Linked DNA regions of Mus musculus: regions 1, 2, 3 and 5 are each linked to region 4. Evidence: chromatin contacts called from public ChIA-PET and HiChIP or PLAC-seq data. All regions are on one chromosome and are shown on one strand. Each heading gives the region's core, a stretch centred on a gene start, on an enhancer-like site or on the middle of the called end of the contact. The rest is flanking DNA. Distances are from core to core; before and after follow the strand shown.

The links. ChIA-PET counts read pairs in DNA pulled down with a chosen protein or histone mark. HiChIP or PLAC-seq counts read pairs in DNA pulled down with a chosen protein or histone mark.
Region 1: an RNA polymerase II ChIA-PET map of memory CD8 T cells shows a contact between it and region 4, with 21 read pairs. The contact joins the promoter of Sh2b3 here to the promoter of Vps29 in region 4. A contact is called at or near these places in 4 of 39 promoter capture datasets (the 3T3-L1 cell line, hippocampal neurons, liver and 1 more) and 4 of 115 datasets of contacts at active chromatin or transcription factors (bone marrow-derived dendritic cells, embryonic hindbrain, memory CD8 T cells and 1 more).
Region 2: a contact with region 4 is called in a FOXA1 HiChIP or PLAC-seq map of pancreatic cancer cells. The contact joins the promoter of Bcl7a here to the promoter of Vps29 in region 4. A contact is called at or near these places in 1 of 39 promoter capture datasets (liver) and 1 of 115 datasets of contacts at active chromatin or transcription factors (pancreatic cancer cells).
Region 3: an HNF4G HiChIP or PLAC-seq map of pancreatic cancer cells shows a contact between it and region 4. The contact joins the promoter of Mapkapk5 here to the promoter of Vps29 in region 4. A contact is called at or near these places in 2 of 115 datasets of contacts at active chromatin or transcription factors (bone marrow-derived macrophages and pancreatic cancer cells) and 1 of 9 other capture datasets (adipose tissue).
Region 5: a contact with region 4 is called in an H3K4me3 HiChIP or PLAC-seq map of embryonic forebrain, with 2.3 times the contacts expected there. The contact joins the promoter of Atxn2 here to the promoter of Vps29 in region 4. A contact is called at or near these places in 2 of 115 datasets of contacts at active chromatin or transcription factors (bone marrow-derived macrophages and embryonic forebrain) and 1 of 9 other capture datasets (embryonic stem cells).

The regions. Positions count from the first base shown.
Region 1 is chr5:121,835,443-121,838,999 of GRCm38.p6, reverse strand. Sh2b3 (SH2B adaptor protein 3) reads left to right here and starts at 2,141. Exons shown (of 8, transcript NM_008507.4): 1 at 2,141-2,450. It overlaps Gm32422 (a long non-coding RNA gene), which reads right to left and starts at 839. Exons shown (of 2, transcript XR_387683.2): 1 at 320-839; 2 at 1-194.
Region 2 is chr5:123,342,841-123,346,345 of GRCm38.p6, reverse strand. Bcl7a (B cell CLL/lymphoma 7A) reads right to left here and starts at 1,898. Exons shown (of 6, transcript NM_029850.3): 1 at 1,625-1,898. The coding sequence starts at 1,716. Gm15860 (predicted gene 15860) reads left to right here and starts at 1,204. Exons shown (of 2, transcript NR_165267.1): 1 at 1,204-1,420.
Region 3 is chr5:121,543,877-121,547,777 of GRCm38.p6, reverse strand. It overlaps Mapkapk5 (MAP kinase-activated protein kinase 5), which reads left to right and starts at 1,886. Exons shown (of 14, transcript NM_010765.2): 1 at 1,886-2,613. The coding sequence starts at 2,578.
Region 4 is chr5:122,352,694-122,356,310 of GRCm38.p6, reverse strand. It overlaps Vps29 (VPS29 retromer complex component), which reads right to left and starts at 1,983. Exons shown (of 4, transcript NM_019780.2): 1 at 1,835-1,983. The coding sequence starts at 1,837. It overlaps Rad9b (RAD9 checkpoint clamp component B), which reads left to right and starts at 2,106. Exons shown (of 13, transcript NM_001382853.1): 1 at 2,106-2,172. The coding sequence starts at 2,136.
Region 5 is chr5:121,709,914-121,713,678 of GRCm38.p6, reverse strand. It overlaps Atxn2 (ataxin 2), which reads right to left and starts at 2,070. Exons shown (of 25, transcript NM_009125.2): 1 at 1,403-2,070. The coding sequence starts at 2,043.

The DNA.
Region 1 (3,557 bases), core at 892-3,391, 520 kb after region 4:
GCTGCTGTCACCGCAGGGTCCCGCCTCAGAGTCCTTTGCCCTCGGAATGAGAAACACAAATAAACAGAAGGCTCTGACGTCGCAGGGCTTTCAGGGAACCCGGACTGGGGCGGGCCCCGCCGGGGCGAGAAGAAACTGAGCGCGAGGAAGGAAACGGGTTTGGGCCTCGGAGAAATCTGGCAGGCAGGGCTGGCCTGTGATTAAAAAGAGGAAGAACCACAAGTCTCCATTTAACTCAGCAGAGCTGCAGTCGGCTACGAGAGGGAAAGTGCTTGCGGCTGGCAGATTGCAGCCACCATTTGGCAAGGACTGCCAATACCTGATGCTCCGCGCGCGCGCGCCTCCTGGCCCCGGCGAGGCTGCAGGTACCCGGCAGTCGCCCCAGGTGTCGTAGGGAGCGTGCTACGGGCTAACCAAGCTAGTCTCCACCGCAGCCCTCCTTAGGTGCTGCGTCCCCGAATGGGGACACCTACACCAGCCTCTGTGGCAGAGCTCATCTGGGCCTGCTCTTTCTCGCGATTCTTCATAGCTCCCCAGTGCCCTCAGGAAGGACCCTCCCTTCCCTGAGAAAAACAAACAAAAAACAAACCAAACCTGACTCTGCACCTAGACCTCTAAAATAGCACGTGTTCCTTCGTTGTAGGTGGGGCCATTGCTACTTTTCTAACAAGGCACTTTAGAGCCTCTGCATTTGGCGCTGCATTGACTGGGATTGCCTTCCCCCCTCATCATGTGGGAGATCGCAGCTTAAATATTACTCAAAGATTTCTCTTCCTGTGTCCCAAAGACAACTCCACAACGGAGCTGTCACCGATGCTGTCTCCCAACCAGAGTGGCGCCCCCACGAGGGAATCACTAACTGATGTCCACAAACACCTTATAGTGCCTAAGACATTGCCTTGGCTCGTTTTTTGGGGGTGGGTGGGTGGGGGCTTCTTCCAAGCCATTTTGCTACCAGGCTCCAGCTTGCTGCCGTCCGATTGTAGTGGAAATCCCCACCTACGGGGGAGTCCCTTCTTCGGGCTCCAACAGCAGGCCCGGGGACTGAATTCAGCCCGGTTGGTTAGGCTGCTCTAATGTGAGCAACTCACTTCTTCCAGTCCCTGAGTGGGCTGGAGACACGTGTTATTTCCATTTCATAGATGAAAAAACTGAGTTGGAGGGGGTCAAATATTTGGTCCCACGCAGCAAGGGGAAGGCTCCAGGGAGCCAGCGGCTCGTGGGAGCCTGTCGTCTGGGAAGGCTTGCAGTGGCCCCTCCAAGCTGGGGGCGTGGGCGGCCTGCTTCCTGTTGGGGGAGGGGGAGGGGACAGGCATTCCTCTTTCCCCTCCCTCCGTAGAGTCGCGGGGAAGACTGGCGTGCAGTGAGTGACTCCACTTCAGAACAGGGGCACCCCACTGTTAGCCAATGTGGCGATAGAGAAAAGGTAAAGGGCTAAGGGGCGCGCAGGCGTGGACGTTCAAAGGGCTCGGCTGCCTGGGATGCGAAGGAGCTCTTGGAGAAAGTTTCATCAAGCTAGAGAATGCGGCCGGGCGGCCAGGTAGAGAACAGCCTACTCGGCCCGTTCCGGGACTCCGAGGACCTTAGGAGGGGAGCGGACTTCAAATGGATGGCGCCGCGGAGGCAGGACGGCTCGGCGGAGTCATGGATAGTGGGGCCAGGGTGGGGCTGGCCCCTTCCCCTGGAGGTGATGAAAACCGCGGTCGCAGTTGCTAGACCCGGCCGGGCAAGCTCAGATAAGGTTGGGCTTGGAGGGAGTCCGCAGGGGCGCGCCCCTAGGAGGTCCCGAAGGTCGGGGCAGCCACGCCCATCGCGCGCCTAGCCCCGCCCCACCCCTTCTAGGGGCCCCGCCTTGCCGAGGCACGCGGTGACTGGCCAGCGCGAGAGGGGCGGGACCGAGCACGCTCCTCCCCTTCGAGATTCTTTATTTTATTATTATTTTTTTTCCCTTCTTTAGGGGGCGCGACGCAACTTGGGTGCAGAGAGCGCGCCTTATGGGGGCGGAGCTTGTCGCTATGCTACCTCCCACCGGGCAGCGGGCGGAGGCGCGAGAGGAGGGCGGGGCCGGGATAGGCTCCGCCCCCGGCCTCCGCAGGCGGCCCCGGGGCGTGGCTCTCTGTGGCCACGCCCCCAGGCCGCCCTCCGCCGCCGCGCGCGGCTCGCGGCTGGTTCCTCTTTACATAACGGCGTGGGGCGGCATGGGCTCGGGCCGTCGCCTCCGCCTGGCCGCTCTCCAGCCCAGACTGTCACGGGCCACACGGGGTCCACATCGGCGGCGGCAGCAGCAGCAGCGTCCTGGGGACGGCCCGAGGCCGCGTCCCCCGGCTGCTGTCAGGAGCTGGCGGCGGAAATGAGGCGCTGGCCGTTTTCCGAGCCGGGGTTTCCTGCCTGAGCGCCGAGAGGCCGTGCGACGCCATGGGCCGGCCGGGCCCCGACCCGCAGCTTGCGCGGTAAGCGCGGCCCGCCGAGCGTGTTGGAGGAACTGGGCCGGGCGGCCGTCCCCGGGTCCCGCTTCTGTTTTCTGGCGTTTCCTCATTCTGTTTCTCTTCCCCAATCCCAGACCGCAGTGATGTGGGCGCGGAGGTCAGTGCTTTCAGCTGGGGCCTCCGGAGAGGAGCCTGGCGGGGCGCCGCGGGAGGAACCGAGAGCTGTCCCGGCACACAGCGTGCTTGGGCCCCTGCCGGGGGGGGGGGTGTGCTGGCGGTGAGGGTGGGAGGGGGGGACACGTGTGTCACTAGTGCCCCGGTGATCAACCAAGGATGATATGCGGAGTCCTAAAGGTGAAATCAGCCAGAGATGGGGGAAGGGGGTGGGACAGGCCATGACAGGCCAGGGCCCGCTGGGGGAAGTTGAGGTTATAAGAGTTTTATGCTCTTAGGACACTTTCTGAACCTTGTTCCCCAGGCCTCCTCTGGGAGGAAACGCCATCTGAGCCAGGAGGGGTGAATACATTCTGGAACTTGTGCAGTCCCAATGGGTGGTCAGCTGGGAAGGGGCTGGCCCGCAGCAGCGGCAGCAGCTGTGGTTTGGGGATCTCAAGGGCTGGGCAGTGACAAGAGAGGAAACCGAGGGTCCTAGAGGCAGAACTTGTGTTCTTTCTCCTCTGCTCTCCAAGATGAGGGTCGCGACCTCAGTTTCCCCGCTGTTCAGTGAGTGAGAAGAGATTTGTGGTGCAGTTACAATGAGGTGGAGTTTTAATGAATGCTGTGTGGAAGGCACCTGCGTCCGGCTGGGAGAAGGGCTCAGTTACAGGCCGTTGGGAGAAGACCTCAGTTACAGGCCGTTGGTTTTCAGACTGTCCAGTTTTATTGACCCTGGCCCTGGGACCGTCCTCGGCTCTCTCCTGAGCATAGCTGCTCTGGGGTTTCCCGAGTCTGTGGGCAGGGAACTCTGAAGGACCCTGGGCAGGGTCAGATGACAAACCCCTTCCTGGCCTGGGTTCCCTCAGTTGACACCTAACTTGTGAGGGCCACCAGAGCACAGGATGGCTTGATCAGGAGGGCAGGCAGTCATGACAAGGGTGTTATCTGTTTTGTTGAGGTCATTTGCTGCTCCTC
Region 2 (3,505 bases), core at 649-3,148, 990 kb before region 4:
GCTGGTTTTCCTGTGTTTTGGCCTGCAGCTGTTTCTGCCATTTTTAAATGGCTGCAGTTGGGCACTGGTCGCCCTGCTCAGCGGGGAGCTCCCCGGCACCCAGGACTTGGATCTCAACTTTGGAAAGCCTCCCCTTCTCACGGTTGTGAAAATTCTTTGTCCCATTGGAGCCAAACCCAGCCCACGGCGGGCATCCGGCCATCCGCAGACAGCCCTTTCCATAGGAGGCCCGGGAGCACGTGGACTTTATTGATTTTTCTCGTTGCCTTTTTTGTTGGGTTTCACTCTGAAAGGACAGCTAACTTGTGACACCATCAAACCGGAGACAGGTCCCCAGTAGTGTTTAAAAAAAAAAAAAGGACAACAACAACAGAGGCGTTACTCAAGAAATGACCCCCCCCCCCAAAAAAAAAAAAAAAAAAACAACCCAGCCTGCAGTGGAGCCTAGCCAGTTCCTATAAAGGACAGATCCAGCCAGCGGCTGCTGACACTTGGGGACACCCTCGCAGCTGCTCCTCTCCCTCTCGGACCCAGATGAAGCCGTGGGAAAAAAACCGTAATAAAGTTAAAATCAGGGAGCAGGGAGTTTTCAACAAGTCTGACCCAACCTGGTGGTGGACTACTGGCGCCTCAGGCCTGGCCTCTGGGGCCGCCTCGGTGTCAGATCCCGACGAGGGCCGAGAAAATGTTCCATCCTACTAATTATAACGAGGCCACGCCGGGCAGGATCTAATTTGAGCTTGAAAAACACGCACGGCCCACACCGAATCTCGCGGTCTCCTCCTCCCCCAGTGCAGAGAACAAAAACAACGGTCGCTCGTTCTCTCCGCAAAACAAACACCAGCTCCAGCAAGAAGGAGGCAAGACACGGCCCAGGACTTGGCTTCTGGATGCAAACATCGCGCTCCCCGAGCTTCGGGTGCCGCGCGGAGCGCGTGGGAGCCGTGGGTGCTCCGCGCCCCGGCCGCGCCACCGCCTTCCTAGCGCTCGCCCCCATCTTCCTTCCTCGCCCGGAGCCCTCGCTCCAGGCTGCCCAAAGCGCTAAATTTAAACGGCTCGCGCTCTGCAAACTCCGCAGACTCGAGGGCGCCGAGGCCTGGGAGGCGGGGAGCTGCGGGCGGGTCGGGGCGTAGGATGTGTGTGTGTATGTGTGTGTGTGTGTGTTGGGGGGGGGGGACACCGGCGCCGCGCCGCCCCGGGAGGAGACGGCGGCCCGCTCCGCGCTGCACAATGGAGCTCGCGCTCTGCCCGCCGCCGCCGGCATCACGGCCCCGGCGCGCGGGAAGCCGCTTTCATGTGACTTGCACAAAAAAACGAAATGGCTTCTGGGGCCGGCTGCGAACCCCCCTCTCCCGAGAGCCGAGCTCCGAGCTCCGGGCTCCTGCCGCCGCCGCCGCCGCTCTCGCCGCCGCCGCGCCAGGTGGGTGACCGGCGCCAAGCACACCTGGGCAGCGGACGCAGCCCCCGCGGGGCGCAGGTGACCCCGGCCGCGCGCCCTCGCCAACTCCGGGCCCGGGGCCGCTGCGCCCCGCCGCTCTACGCGCTGGGTCCGGGCTTGCTGGCGGCCGCGACGCGGTGCAGCGAGCCGGGGCGAGCGAGAGAGCGAGCAGGCGCCTCGGCTTACCATTTGCGCACTTTCTCGATAGCCGCCATGACCCTCTTGATATCATCTTTGGCCCGGCTCCTGGTCTCGGCTCGAACCGACCTGCCCGACATGGTTCTGGCGGGGAGGGAGAGAGAGAGGAAAGAGAGAGAGAGAGGGAGGCTGGGGGAGCGCGCCCGCCGGGTCCTGCTCGCCACACTCGCCCGCTCTCTCACTCGCGCACAGACACACACTCACACACATACGCGCACACACAAAGCCTGGTGCCGCCGCGCGCCCGGGGCCCAGTGCGCAAGCGCCGGGGCGGCAGCTGCACAGAGCGAGGGGGAGCGGCGCGGCCGCCAGCAGTGCGGCCTCCGGGTGCCGCCGCCCTCCCCGGGGAGCCTCGGGGACCTCACTCTGGGAAAGCTCTCCCGGGTAACCCCGACCTCCCAGCACGCGGGACGGGCCCGCGCCAGGACTCACCCAGAGGCCGCAGGTGCGATGGGGGGCCCCTCCCCCCCCCAAGACACACACCCTGGGGATGGCAGACTGCAGGCCGTGGGTGCTCTGGCTCGGGTTGGTGGCCGCGGGCGCGATCGTGCAAGTTTCTTGTCGGGCGTTTGAGTTCTCAAGAGTTGGAGGCGGCGGTTCGGGACGCGAGGTGATCTTAGAAAGAGTTGAGGCGCCGGTCTCTGGCCAGCTGCCCTGTTAAAATGTGCGAGCTAGAACGTCTCCTCCCCATGCTTAAACTAGAGTCGTAGGAAAGGTGCCCGAACCCGGTGGCAATTGACATTGTCTCTGGGCTTTCTTTCCCTTAGAGATAAGTTGTCCCAGTCACGGATCAACCTCCCTGGGGTTTGACCGAAAATGACAATTTAATCTTAAACGGCTCCTGGTGGAAGTGCAGTGTAATGACCCGGAGCAGCAGGTAAACTAGACTGGCCCAACACAGAAGGACTTATGAGAGGCTGTCTCCCTACCCTAGGACAGAGCTGGGTGACAGGATCTACCGCGGTCACCCAGTATAGGGACAGGTGGGTGTGCAGTTGCGGCTACACAGACTGGACCAGAGCGAATGCTTGTCCACGTGAATGCTGGGAAAAGAGATGACCTGAAGTGAGAGAGCTGCTACCTGGAGAGGAACTAGCGCAACATCAGTCATTTCACAGATGGACAAACTGAGTCAAGGAGTTATTGAAGGTTGCAGCAGTGACCTTCATCTGTGACTGCCATGATTCTAGTACCAAGCATCTCCCCCTGAAGTCTGGGGGGGTTGCAGGGGTTTGGTAGAGGGAGCTAGTGGGGAAATGGGTGTGAGAATCTGGGGAAATTTCCCCCAGGCTTCTTTTAACCACTTTAAACGCACGGTCCTAAAGCGAAAATTTAAAAATAAGAACAACAATCAGATGTGGTAGCCCACTCCTTTAATTCCAGGCAGAAGCAGGTAGAGATCTGTGGTTCAAGACCAACCTGGTTTATGTAGGTAGTTCCAGGACTACATAGTGAGGCCCTGTCTTAAAACAAAACAAAACAAAAAAACAACCCAAACCAAAACAAACAAAAGCAAAAAACCAACAACAACAACAAAACAATGGAGCCAGGCAGTGGTGGTACACACCTTTAATCCCAGCACTTGGGAAGCAGAAGCAGGCCGATTCTATGTATTCAAGACTCAAAGCCAGTCTGGTCTACATAGTAGTGAGTTCTAGGACAGCCAGGGCCACAAAAAGAAAACCCTGTCTCAAAACAAAATAACACACCCCACAAATATGTCAAAGAATCGTTCTGTGATGGATTGAAAAATGTGCCATAAATCCGAAGTCTCATGCATTTGACCCTCTGTATTTGATCATCAGATATGTGCTTGGACCCCAGGGAATTCATTTTTGTTTAGTGCAGAAATTGTGTATGCTAGGCAAG
Region 3 (3,901 bases), core at 637-3,136, 810 kb after region 4:
TCCCGTACCTTGACCCCTGGGAATGTGCGAGACTGGGGTTGCTCACTCTCCTTTTTTTTTTTTTTTAACTTATTTATTTATTTTATGTATACGAGTACACTGTAGCTATCTTCAGACACACCAGAAGAGGGCATCAGATCCCATTACAGATGGTTGTGAGCCATGATGTGGTTGCTGGGAATTGAACTCAGGACCTCTGCAAGAGCAGTCAGTGCTCTTAACCTCTGAGCTATCTCTCCAGCCCCTCACTCTCCTTTTGAAGCATGTTTATTGTGAGCAAGAATGTAGACACAGGTAGTTGGTATAGCAAGGTATGTTGTATTAGGCTGCTCACCTGTATGACATATTAGCAAAAGGTCAGGTGCAGTCTCTAATAGTGGCCTCTGATTCAAGGGTCAGGATCCTGGGGAAGACTGTCCAGCTGCAGGGCCGATGAAGGTCTCTCCAGATGTGCAGAGCATTGCTCTTGTCTCTGTTTAGGTACTGTCCAGTGGAGGCCATGGGGTTCTAGGGCTGTGTCTGGTTATCTTGGGTCACTGGGTTCTGGTTATCAGGTGCAGCACTGGGTGTAGTGGAGTTCCTAACTAAGCTATTTTTTTCAGGTTTACCGGCTTTTTTTTTTTTTAAATATGCTCATTACATTTGGTTAATCGAAAATCTGAGGGATACCCCTGGGTGACTCAATTTAACCCATGTTTTTACCTTGGTTGCACGCCTGCCATGGGTTCCAAACTGTCCATTCCAAAGGACATACCATTAGCCTGGCTGAAGGCTAATCTAAAAGAGCTCTCTATGGGGAGACCTCAAGACACTAACTTGCTCAGCTCTTGGTCCCAATCTAGCCTCCATGCACATTGGACAAAGGCTACTGCTGGCCAAAACTTGGAAGTTTTGATTTTAATATCTAAATTGATTTAGATAACTTCATAAAACGAAATGGGAAGTGGCCTGAGGCCTCTCCCCCCATATTTCTGCATTCTTAACACCCTTACTATATAGGCTCCTCGAAGCCAGCTTTTTCCTCTGGTAGAGGAGTCCAACTTCCAGGAGGAGGACTGTGCCCCCTGCTGTGCGCACCAGTAATCACAGTCCTGACTGTTAAGAGGTCAGGCTCCCATCTCTCTTTTGCTCCCTGTCTGTTCCTTTGAACTGCCTCAGAAATCTAACAGAAAGGACGTGTACTAAACTCCTTTGTGTATACTTTGTGTACTCGTCTCTTATGACTCTCTCAGGGATACGCTTCCATTTAAGTAATCGTTAATAAAACCTTCAGAGCCGGGCGGTGGTGACACACGCCTTTAATCCCAGCATTTGGGAGGCAGAGGCAGGCAGATTTCCGAGTTCGAGGCCAGCCTGGTCTACAGAGTGAGCTCCGGGACAGCCAGGGTTACACAGAGAAACCCTGTCTCGAAAAATCAATTAATCAATCAATCAATCAATCAATCAACCAAACCTTCAATTCTGCTTCATAAACTGGCTAGTCCTAAAACCGTCCGCATGGAAGCCAAGAACTCGTTTGTCCCTCCTTCCCGCTTCTAGCATCCTCGGGATGCTGAGATGGCTGCAGCAGGCAGCAACATCTCCGACCCCGCTAAGCTGACAGGACGAGCACGATCCGGTTGGTTCCCACACAGCCAGATTTCTGTATGTCCCACGTTACCATCCCACTTCCCAGCCAACTCCTTGGCTGCATCCACAGGTTTCGCTCAAAACACAAGACACTCAGCAGCGGGCTCCCGCGCATGCGCCCTCCCTGCATTCCGCTTCTCTTTCGGCAGGCCAGGCCTCGCGCCGTCTTACGTCATTCACCCAGCGCCACGTCAGTGGAAGGCCCGGGGGCCTGTGCTGCGTGCGGCGCGCCCCGGGGACGACCCGGCTGGCGCCTGCACATCCACCGCGCGGCTCGGGAAAGCCTCAGAAAGGCCGGCGGATGCCGGCGAGAGGCGCGCGGGGCTGGGTGGTCGCAGAGCCCCGCGGCAGCATGGCTGGCGTGAAGCTGCAGAGGGTGAGGCGCGGGCGGGCGGCCGGCGGGCTGCCCGGCGCAGGCGTCCCGGCGATGTGTGGCGCTGGAGCGGCAGTGGGAGCGGCGGCGGCGGCGGCGGCGGCGGCGGCGGCAGCGGCGGCGGGCTCGGCTTCGGCTTCGCTACGGTGCTGGTGCCGGCGGCGGCGGGGAAGGCGGAGGCGGCGGCGCAGGCTTCTCCTCAGGAGCTGGCGAACCCAGGCCTAAGCGGCGGCCCCGCCAAAGCCCCGCACGGCGCTCCAGGCCGGGCCCCTCCCCGCCTCGCCCTGCCCCGGGAGCCTGCCTCCCCGGCCGGGGATGAGGCCGGGAAGCGGCTGCGCGGGGCCCAGCACAAAGGCTTGTCCCCAGGGGCCGCCGCCGCTGCCGCCGCCACCGCCGCCACCAGCTTAGAGCCGCCTGCGGAAGCCGAGCCGGCACCCGGACCTTCATCCCCTCCGCTCCCTAGGGGCGGGCGCTGCCCGTCTCCCCGAGCTCCGAGCCCTTTGCTTCCTCGGCTGCCAGGGGACGGGACAGCCGCGCAGCCTCCGCCGCTTCGGGCTGTGGGAGCCCAGCGGAGCATGTCGGAGGACAGCGACATGGAGAAAGCCATCAAGGTAAGCGGGAGATGCAACCCGTACCCTGCTTTGTCGACAACCGCGATTCCGCTCATCGTGGGCCTTGGGAAATAGAGAGAATTTGAATGGGAGGTAGAGGTTCTAGTTCCTAGCATCTAGTAAGTTCGGTTTTCGGCCTCCCGGGGAAGGGGACCGCATTTGAAGGCCCAGAGTGTTGGCTTGTGTAGGGTGGTGTCTCCGATTCCCTCTAGCCTCCTTGGTTGATGCAATTTGTGCTCAGCTAGAACGAAGTTGAGTAGTGTGGAGATACTTCATATGAGTGGGATATAAGAGGGCTTCTTAGGACTCTCATGTTTCCATCACCTCCAACTGTGTCCATTTGCATCTTGGTGACCCACTGCGACACTTGGCAGTGGCTCTGACCCCTCCTGATGGCTCTGAACCAAGCCTGTTTGAGACCTTCAACTTCAGGAGTTGCTTTACCTTTGCCCAAAACCTGCCCTTTGGCTTTTCCCTTCTCTGTGCGTTCATTTCCTTCTGTTCTCTTGTCTACTCTCAAGAATCAAGAGTTTATTTCTGAAGAGTTTAAAGCGCCCCGTATTCTAAAACGACCCCAAATGGGACTGGGAATATAGCCAGCTGGTAGAGTACTCACCATGCATGAACCCTTGGGTTTGATCCCTTGCACTGCATGAAACTGGCACGGGGAGGGGTCACCCCCCCCCCCACACACACACACGCGGGAGGATCAGTAGTTGAGGATCCCAGCCAATGCTGTGATTTAATATCTGGCTCAGAAGAGGAGCCTCAGTCCAAGCCTGGTGACCAGAGTAAGATCCTTAGACCCACATGGCTGGAGAGCACCAACTCTGGCAAGTTGCCCTCTCATCTTTGGAGACACACATTAAAAAAAAAATGAAATAAAAAGTTCAAGGTTGTCTTTGGCCACAAAGAGTAAAGAGGCCATCATGAAACTACAAACTCTTTTCTGTTTTTTGTTTTGTTTTGTTTTGTTTTTTTCGAGGCAGGGTTTCTCTGTGTAGCCCTGGCTGTCCTGGAACTCATTTTCTGTTTGAGGCTGGCCTCAAATTCAAAGATCCACCTGCCTCTGCCTCCCTGAGTGCTGGGATTAAAGGTGTTTGCCGCCGCCACCACCACCTACTAAAGTAGAGTTTGTTTAGAGTATTTTAAAATTTAAAGTGACAGCTTTGTTTTGTGTCAACATTCTTCATGTTTTTCTGTGTATTTGACAATTTCATACATTTAGTCTTCATTGATTTTGTTTCACCATTGAGAATATGTATATTTGCTGGGTTATGGTGGCATG
Region 4 (3,617 bases), core at 734-3,233:
GTGTGTGTATATAGATATGTATATATGTGTGTGTGTATGTATATATATACACATACATACACACATATATATATTTATTTATTTTATGTTTGAGGTTCTAGTATTGAAAAATCACACTCCAGGGTAAGTTATGTGCTATAGAGGATATTACTAGCTGGAGTACTTTATCATGTGACAAAAATGTCAAGATCAAGCTCTGTGTGGTGGCACACTCCTTTAGTGCCCACTCTCAGGAGACAGAGGCAGGCAGATCTCTGATTTCCAGGCCAGTAGGGCTACATCGTTATAACCTGACTTAGGATGGAAGAGATGGCTCAGCAATTAAAAAGCACTTGCTGATCTTTGAAGGACCCGGATTTGGTTCCCAGTACCCGCGTGGCACCTCACAACTCCCTGTAACTCCAGTTCCGGGGGATCCGAAGCCCTCTGGTCTCCAGTAGCTCCTGAACTTGTTTGGTGCACATAAACTCATGTAGAGACACATACACAAAAATTCAAAATAAAAATTTAAAAGAAACGTGATGCCCAGCATAGCAACTGCCCTTAAACATAAGCGTTCACCCCTCAAAACGACTTCAGAGACATGAATATGCAATCATTCCAGCAAATTCTTCTTCCTTGCAAGTGTCTCCAAATTGCCATCAAAGAACTAGTCTACTTTAAACTGGAGTCTAAAGCAAAATAATTCTCTTTTAGATGCCAAAATCCAGTGAATTTAAGCATATACCTTTGGAACGGCTTATAAAGCCACCTTTTTTTTTTTCTTTTCCATTTTTTATTAGGTATTTATCTCATTTACATTTCCAATGCTATACCAAAAGGCCCCCGTAGCCACCCACCCCCACTCCCATACCCACCCACTCCCCCTTTTTGGCCCTAGCGTTCCCCTGTACTGGGGCATATAAAGTTTGCATGTCCAATGGGCCTCTCTTTCCAGTGATGGCCGACTAGGCCATCTTTTGATACATATGCAGCTAGAGTCAAGAGCTCCGGGGTACTGGTTAGTTCATAATGTTGTTCCACCTATAGGGTTGCAGATCCCTTTAGCTCCTTGGATACTTTCTCTAGCTCCTCCATTGGGAGCCCTGTGATCCATCCATTAGCTGACTGTGAGCATCCACTTCTGTGTTTGCTAGGCCACCTTTTTAAAAGGTTGTCTGCACAAGGATAATCTGTGAAAAACGCAACGCGTGCCCAGCAGCCAGTGAGGTGCCTTCACTTTAACCTTCATCAGGACAAACAGCAGTCCCCCCCCCCAACTTTAGAGAGCAAAGAGTGCCTTCGAAAATCGGATTACAAGGACGTGTCTGCACAGAAAAGTCGTAGGGACAGCAATCTATTGGGGGGGACGGGCCTAAAGGTCTGATGCAGACTGGGTAAGCTAAGGCTCTCCGAACAACCCCGCGCATCTCCGCAGGCTCCAAACGATCCCCACGACATCGCTCAATGGGGCCGCAGCGGCCACAGGAGACGAGCAGTCCCCTTTCCGGGTCCCCGTCCGGAGTGGCGGCCAGTGCGACGGCTACTTCGCGCTCTGCCCCGAGGCCGGCTACCCCCAGCAAGCCGGGAAGGACCAGGAGGGAAGAGACGTGCGGTCACACCGACTGCCGGAGCCGATCTCGTGACCGGGTCCGGCCGCCGGGTCCGCCTCGCACGCCCTCTGGCCGCTGGGGCGAGGGGGCGACATCAGGCCGAGCCGCACCCTCAACCAGCCGCGGTCCTCCCGTTCCAACTCCGCGGCCACCCGGATCCTCCTCGCGCCCCCACCCCACTCCCTCAACCGGACGCCGCAGCATCCCGGCCCCACCCGGGTAGCAGCCGCCGTGGGGCTCACCATCCTGTCACCAGGGCTCCGTTCAATCACCACGAACGCCGCCGCCCTCTTCCTCAGGCTCCTCGGTCGACCCGCCCACTTCTTCCGCCACCAATGAGACGCGAAGTTGGCAAGAGCCTGTCTTACGGGGGCCCGTAAGGGTCATTTCCCGTCAAGGGAAAAAAAAAAAAAACCCGGCGCTGCAAGAAATCGCTCGTGGGCGGGGCAAAGGAAAGGCTGAGCTCGCGGAAAGTGCGGGGGCAACATCCGGGCACCCGCGGCTGGCGCGCTTGCGCCCTCCATGCCTGCTCTGCCCGTAGCCATGCTGAAGTGCGGGATGACGGGCGGCCAGGTGAAAGGTGGAGCGGCCATTCTTGCTTTGCTACTTAGAAGAGGGAAAAGTCTAACGCCTCGTGCAGGGTTTATCCATCGTCTTCTTCGGCCTCCTCCGCCATTCTTCGCCACGACTGAAGCTGCCATAGCGCGCCTCGCGAGGGCCATGCTGGGCTTCGAAGAGCATGCCAGCCCCGTTCCATTTGATTTATGTCCAGGGTTTAATTCGGTGACCGAGAAAAGAATTGTGCCATTGGGCCTTAAACTCGGATTGAGGAGGGCTGATGTGGAGAGAATTCAAGGGGGGAAATAATACTTGACCAGCAAAAGTATTTTTGAGCTGTGGGAAAACCAACCTGCTGCTTTATTCGACATTCTGCCGGAGACATTTTTTTTATTGTTGTTGGGTTTTGTTTTTGTTTTAATATATAATCTCGAACAATCCTCTCTGTCCCTCAGTCGAAAAATGAGACTAATATTAGCCCCTTCGTTGATAGAGGTTGTTAGAAGCATGGGCTAAATAAAAAGTCCATGTAGTGAGATCAGAAATTAGAAAGACTGTGTGGAGAACTGTATAATACATAGCCTTATAAGGGGGGTGGGATGCTTGGGCTGGGGACCGGGTTTGTGTGTAGACAGACCAAAGAAGGGCCAGTGTACCATCCCCCTTCAGAGGTTGGGAGAACTCAAAATGAATGAGAGCATTAGCACGGAAATTGGCTTGCAGGAGAAATAATGTTGAATTTTATGTCGATGCATATTTATTGAAGTCTTACTGTGTATGTAGGTAAGGGTATACGGCATTTCCTAATGTAAATTAGTCTATAAAACGCTGTGTGGATCGGCTGAGTAGTTTAACTCCCAGGTGTATCTTGACCAAAAAGTTCAGTGTAATCACTTAACGGGAAATTGTTCGGACATATTCAGGAAAAAAGGATTTCAAACCACTGTTTCCAGCTCTGTGGCATCACATACAATTAGGACACCGTGTGGTGAATTCCTGTCATGGTGCCTCCTCTCATAGTGATGCACTTTGCTAAGGCTTGACACAGCATCAAAGTTGAGATCGTTATAGTCTAACAACATGTTAACCTAGCCTAGCATGTTGGAAGCCAAGATGCTCAATGCTGTTGTCGTATGGATAGCCCATGAATGGATGCAAGTGCTAACCACTTAGTTTCCAGCCTTTAGCCCAAGATCAAGCGTAGAGCAATTAGTAGAGCCAGGATGAAATGGGTTAGTCGGAAAAGGCCTTGAAGTTTCGGAAGGATGAAGTTTGCCAACAATTTTGGATAACTAGTGTTTTGATTGAGGAGTAGTCTTGTCTCTGTAAAACTAAAATCCCCTATTTCCATCTCAGGCAGTCTGACCCACAGGGCGCTAACACGCAACAGAAGAATCACTTGCATTTGACAGGCATGACTAAGTTGTTCAGTGGATCCCACCGTCCTTTCTGGTTTTCACTTGAGTC
Region 5 (3,765 bases), core at 821-3,320, 640 kb after region 4:
ATTCCCTAAAACCTCGGCTCTGATTCACCCTAGGGGTTAACTTCTGCTGTAGAGGAACACTCTCTGGAAACGGACAGCAGGACAATGCGGCTAAGAAGAAAACTCCGTACAAGAAAAATCCCCTTGCCCACCTCCTAAGTCCTGGATGTCTATTTAAGGAGGAGGCTGCTCCAGGCCCTGCCAGCCAGGCCTAGGCCAGAGGGAGGCACAGTAGTGCCTGTAACACAGGGGCACAGGGGAAAAGGACTTGCATGCCCTTGGTAAGCTCTGGCGGCGGCGTTTCCCAAGTTAAGGACACCGGCCACAATGGAATGGAGTCTATTGGCATCTGCCTCTCCGTTTTAACACTAAGCATTTTCTTAGTTCGTGAAATACGAACTGACAAGCACCCCCACCACTCCCCACCCCCGCACGCACACACCCTCCAGAGTCCAGTCACACAGGACAGCACCCCAGCCTACCAACGAGATCGGGCCCAGGGAAGGGGAGAGGGGGACCAGGGCGCAAGCCAACACTCGGGAGTTGTTGCCTTCGGACCCGCACCAACTCCTCTGTTGCGGCGCCTCACCCCTAAAAATTGCAGGAACTGGGCCGGGGGGGGGGGGGGTTGGGAGGGAAAATGCGGTGCGTGTCCAGAGCCCGCGGCCAACCCACCTCAAGAGTCCGGCCCTCGCCCACCTCTATTCAAAGGCGCCTTCTGCTCCGCGGACGAGGAACAGCAATGCGGATCGGCCACCACCCGCGCGCAGGGGACCTTGCGGGGAAGGAGGGAGGCGGGCCTGGAGGGAGCCGGGCACTCCCACCCCTTCCCCAGTTGGGGGGGGGGAGGGGAAGAACGGCCCGCTGCGGGAACCCCGCCGCCCCAGATCTAAAGGGGGATGGGTGCGTTAGGCCGCTGGCACCCACCTCGCCTCCGTCGCCCACCTTCCCAGGGTCTGCGGGGCGGGGGATAGATATGCAGGACACCCGGCTTGACCCTACCTGGGGCGGCTGGGCCTCAATCTCCCCTCCTCCCTCCCGACTCCCCACCCGGCAAAGAGGCTCATTTCAGGAGAGGATCCCCCCACCCCCTGCGACCCGCACCCAGGCTCAGCCGCCCTTCTATCGGGGGGGGGGGCGCAGCAAGGGGGTGGGGCGGGATACCAATCGCCCCTGGCACACCCGGGAGGGGCAGGGGGCCGCCAGGGCCGTCCATCTTGGCCGTCTGGGGGGAGGGGACGCGATGGTGCGGGAGGCTGGACACGGCCCGAGAAGCCCGAAGGAATCTGCCGGCGCCTCCCGCCCCTCCGCGGGCCCCCCGGCACATCGCGAAGCCGGCCGGTCACGGGGCGCGAGGCGGGGGAGGGGACGAGCGGCGCGGGATCGGCCCGGCGCGGAGGGGGCTGGGGGAGCTGACACCCACCTGCCCAGGCCGGGACGCCCGCCGCCCGCGGCCGCCGAGGAAGACGCCACCGGCGCGGCCGGGGCCGGCACCACGGAAGCCGAGGTCACCGCGGCCGAGGCCGGCGCGGCGCCGGGCGACGAGAGCAGGCCGCCGCCGGGCTTGCGGCCAGTGGCGGGCGCGGGCGGCTGCGGCTGCGGCTTCAGCGACATGGTGAGCGGCCCATACACCGGCTCGCACGCCGGGCGGGGACAGCCGGGTGCCGGGCGCGCCGAGGAGGAGACGCCGGAGCGCGGCGGGGACGCGCGGACGCCGGGCGGGCAGGCGCGGGCCGGCGTGGCCGCGGGGGCCAGAGGCAGCAGGACAACGACGAAGGGGCGGGGAGGCCCGCAGACACCGAGCAGCCGCCGGGAGCCGGGCCGGGACGCGCCGTGGCCGTTGCTACCAAAACAGTCTGAGGCGCAGGGTGGCGAGCGCGGCCCGCGGGGAGGGGCGCCGGGGCCGCGCGGGGGAGGGCCGGCGGAGGGATACGCCACCGCGCCGCCCCGCCCGCCGCGCCGCGCCGTCCGCGGGAGCGAGCGCCGCGCGGCCCAGCCCGCCGGGCGGCGCGGCTCGGGGTCCCCCGCCGCGGGCCGCTGAGCGGCGGCGGTGGACGAACGCATGGGACCCGGGCTGGCGGACGCGGACGGGGTTGACGCGGGCCTGGAGGGCGCGGAGATGCGAAACAGACCCGGGGCGGGGGAGGTGTCGGGGGTGGGGGGGGGGACTCTTTACCGGAAGTCGGAAGGGTCAGGCGGAAGTCGAACGTGAGACGGCCCGGGGGGCCGATCAGGGACACGTGAGGAGCGGGGCGCAGCGCTGGGCCGCGTTCGCTCTCCCCGGGGTCGAACTAGGGCCGTGGAGGGGGCCAGGAGGGATCCGCCCTCGCCAAGGCGGGTCTGAACTTCGGGATCTGCTTCGGGGACGGGCGCCGTGAGCTGCTCGGGTGTCCTCGACCCCCTTGGAGGACCTTGATTTCACCCCACCCCCACCCCACCAAATCACAACTTAGAGGATGGCCTGCGGGCACCTTCGGGGCGGGGACCTGCAATCGGGGCCTGGCACACAGTAGGCCCCCAGGTGCCACTGCGTGCCGACTTGCCCTGCCAGCGTGGGGAAGCTTGCCGCCTCAGAAGCCACCGCCAGCTGCTTCACTTTGCCCCACTTTATTCACCCCGGCGAACTGTTGGGTCTCTGACCTTCATTTGAACCCTCTTTTTTTTTTTCCCCCTAGCTCGCTCGGACTTCTTAGTTCCTCCTTCAGGGGACCCGAAGGGAAATGGACCTGATTGGTAGTAGAACTGGGTGATGGGGTCTCCCTCGGTGAAGACTAAACAGACTTTCCCAAGAATGTCAACTTTAGACCTTGACCCCTTTTAAAAACTTTTACTTTAACTCGGGAAGGCCACCAAACACTGGTCCGTTTTTTTTTTTAAGGTGTTGTAATTAAATTGGAAACAAATGGTTAACTTTTTTCAAATGAGTTTAAATTGGTTTTTTTTTTTTTCTTTCTTTTCTAAGTGAAATTGCTTAAGAAGGTGATGGGCCGAGGGAAAAAAAAAAACCCTCAACCTATTAAAGTCATTCCAGTGAATTAAAGGCAGGCATGGTGTTCTTGCCTGTAGTACGAGCACTTGGGAAATGGAAGGAGGATTAGACAGTCAAGGTCATCTTCACCTTCATGAGGGAATTCTAGGCCAGGCTAAGCTACAAGAGACCCAGTCTCAAGAAGGGGCAATTCAATGAAGAGTTACCCCTGGTTATGGCACATGCCTTTAATCCCAGCTCTGGACAGGCAACTGGATCTCTTGAGTTCCAGACTTGTTGGTCTACATGGATTTTTTTTTTTTTAAGTAGCTAGCAGATAGCTCAGAAGGTAAAGGCCCAGGCTGCCTAAGCTCACCACCTAACTCTCAACCCTGGAGCTGGCATGTGGAAGAAGAAAACTTAAATGCTTGGAATTGTCCCCAGCCCTCCACCCTTGGATTGTGCCACACATATATAAGCAATATAAGTATGACCTTGTCGGTGGTGGTTTTTGTTCTTGTTTGGTTTTTTCCGAGACAGGGTTTCTCTGTGTAACAGCCCTGGCTGTTCTGGAACTCACATAGATCCACCTGCCTGCTGAGATCAAAGACCTGCTTCACCATGACTGGCCATAAATATGACTTTAAAAAAAAAAGAGAGAAAAATGGATCTGGGGTGTCAGTTTTAGATAGGGAGTATAGCATTGCCTCTCCAGCTCCACACCCCTGGTCCACCTGTGAATAATTAAAAAGAAAAACTTAGAACGTATATAAGAGTTACTAGTAGTCCAGTTGAAATTCAATTAACCTACATAGCCC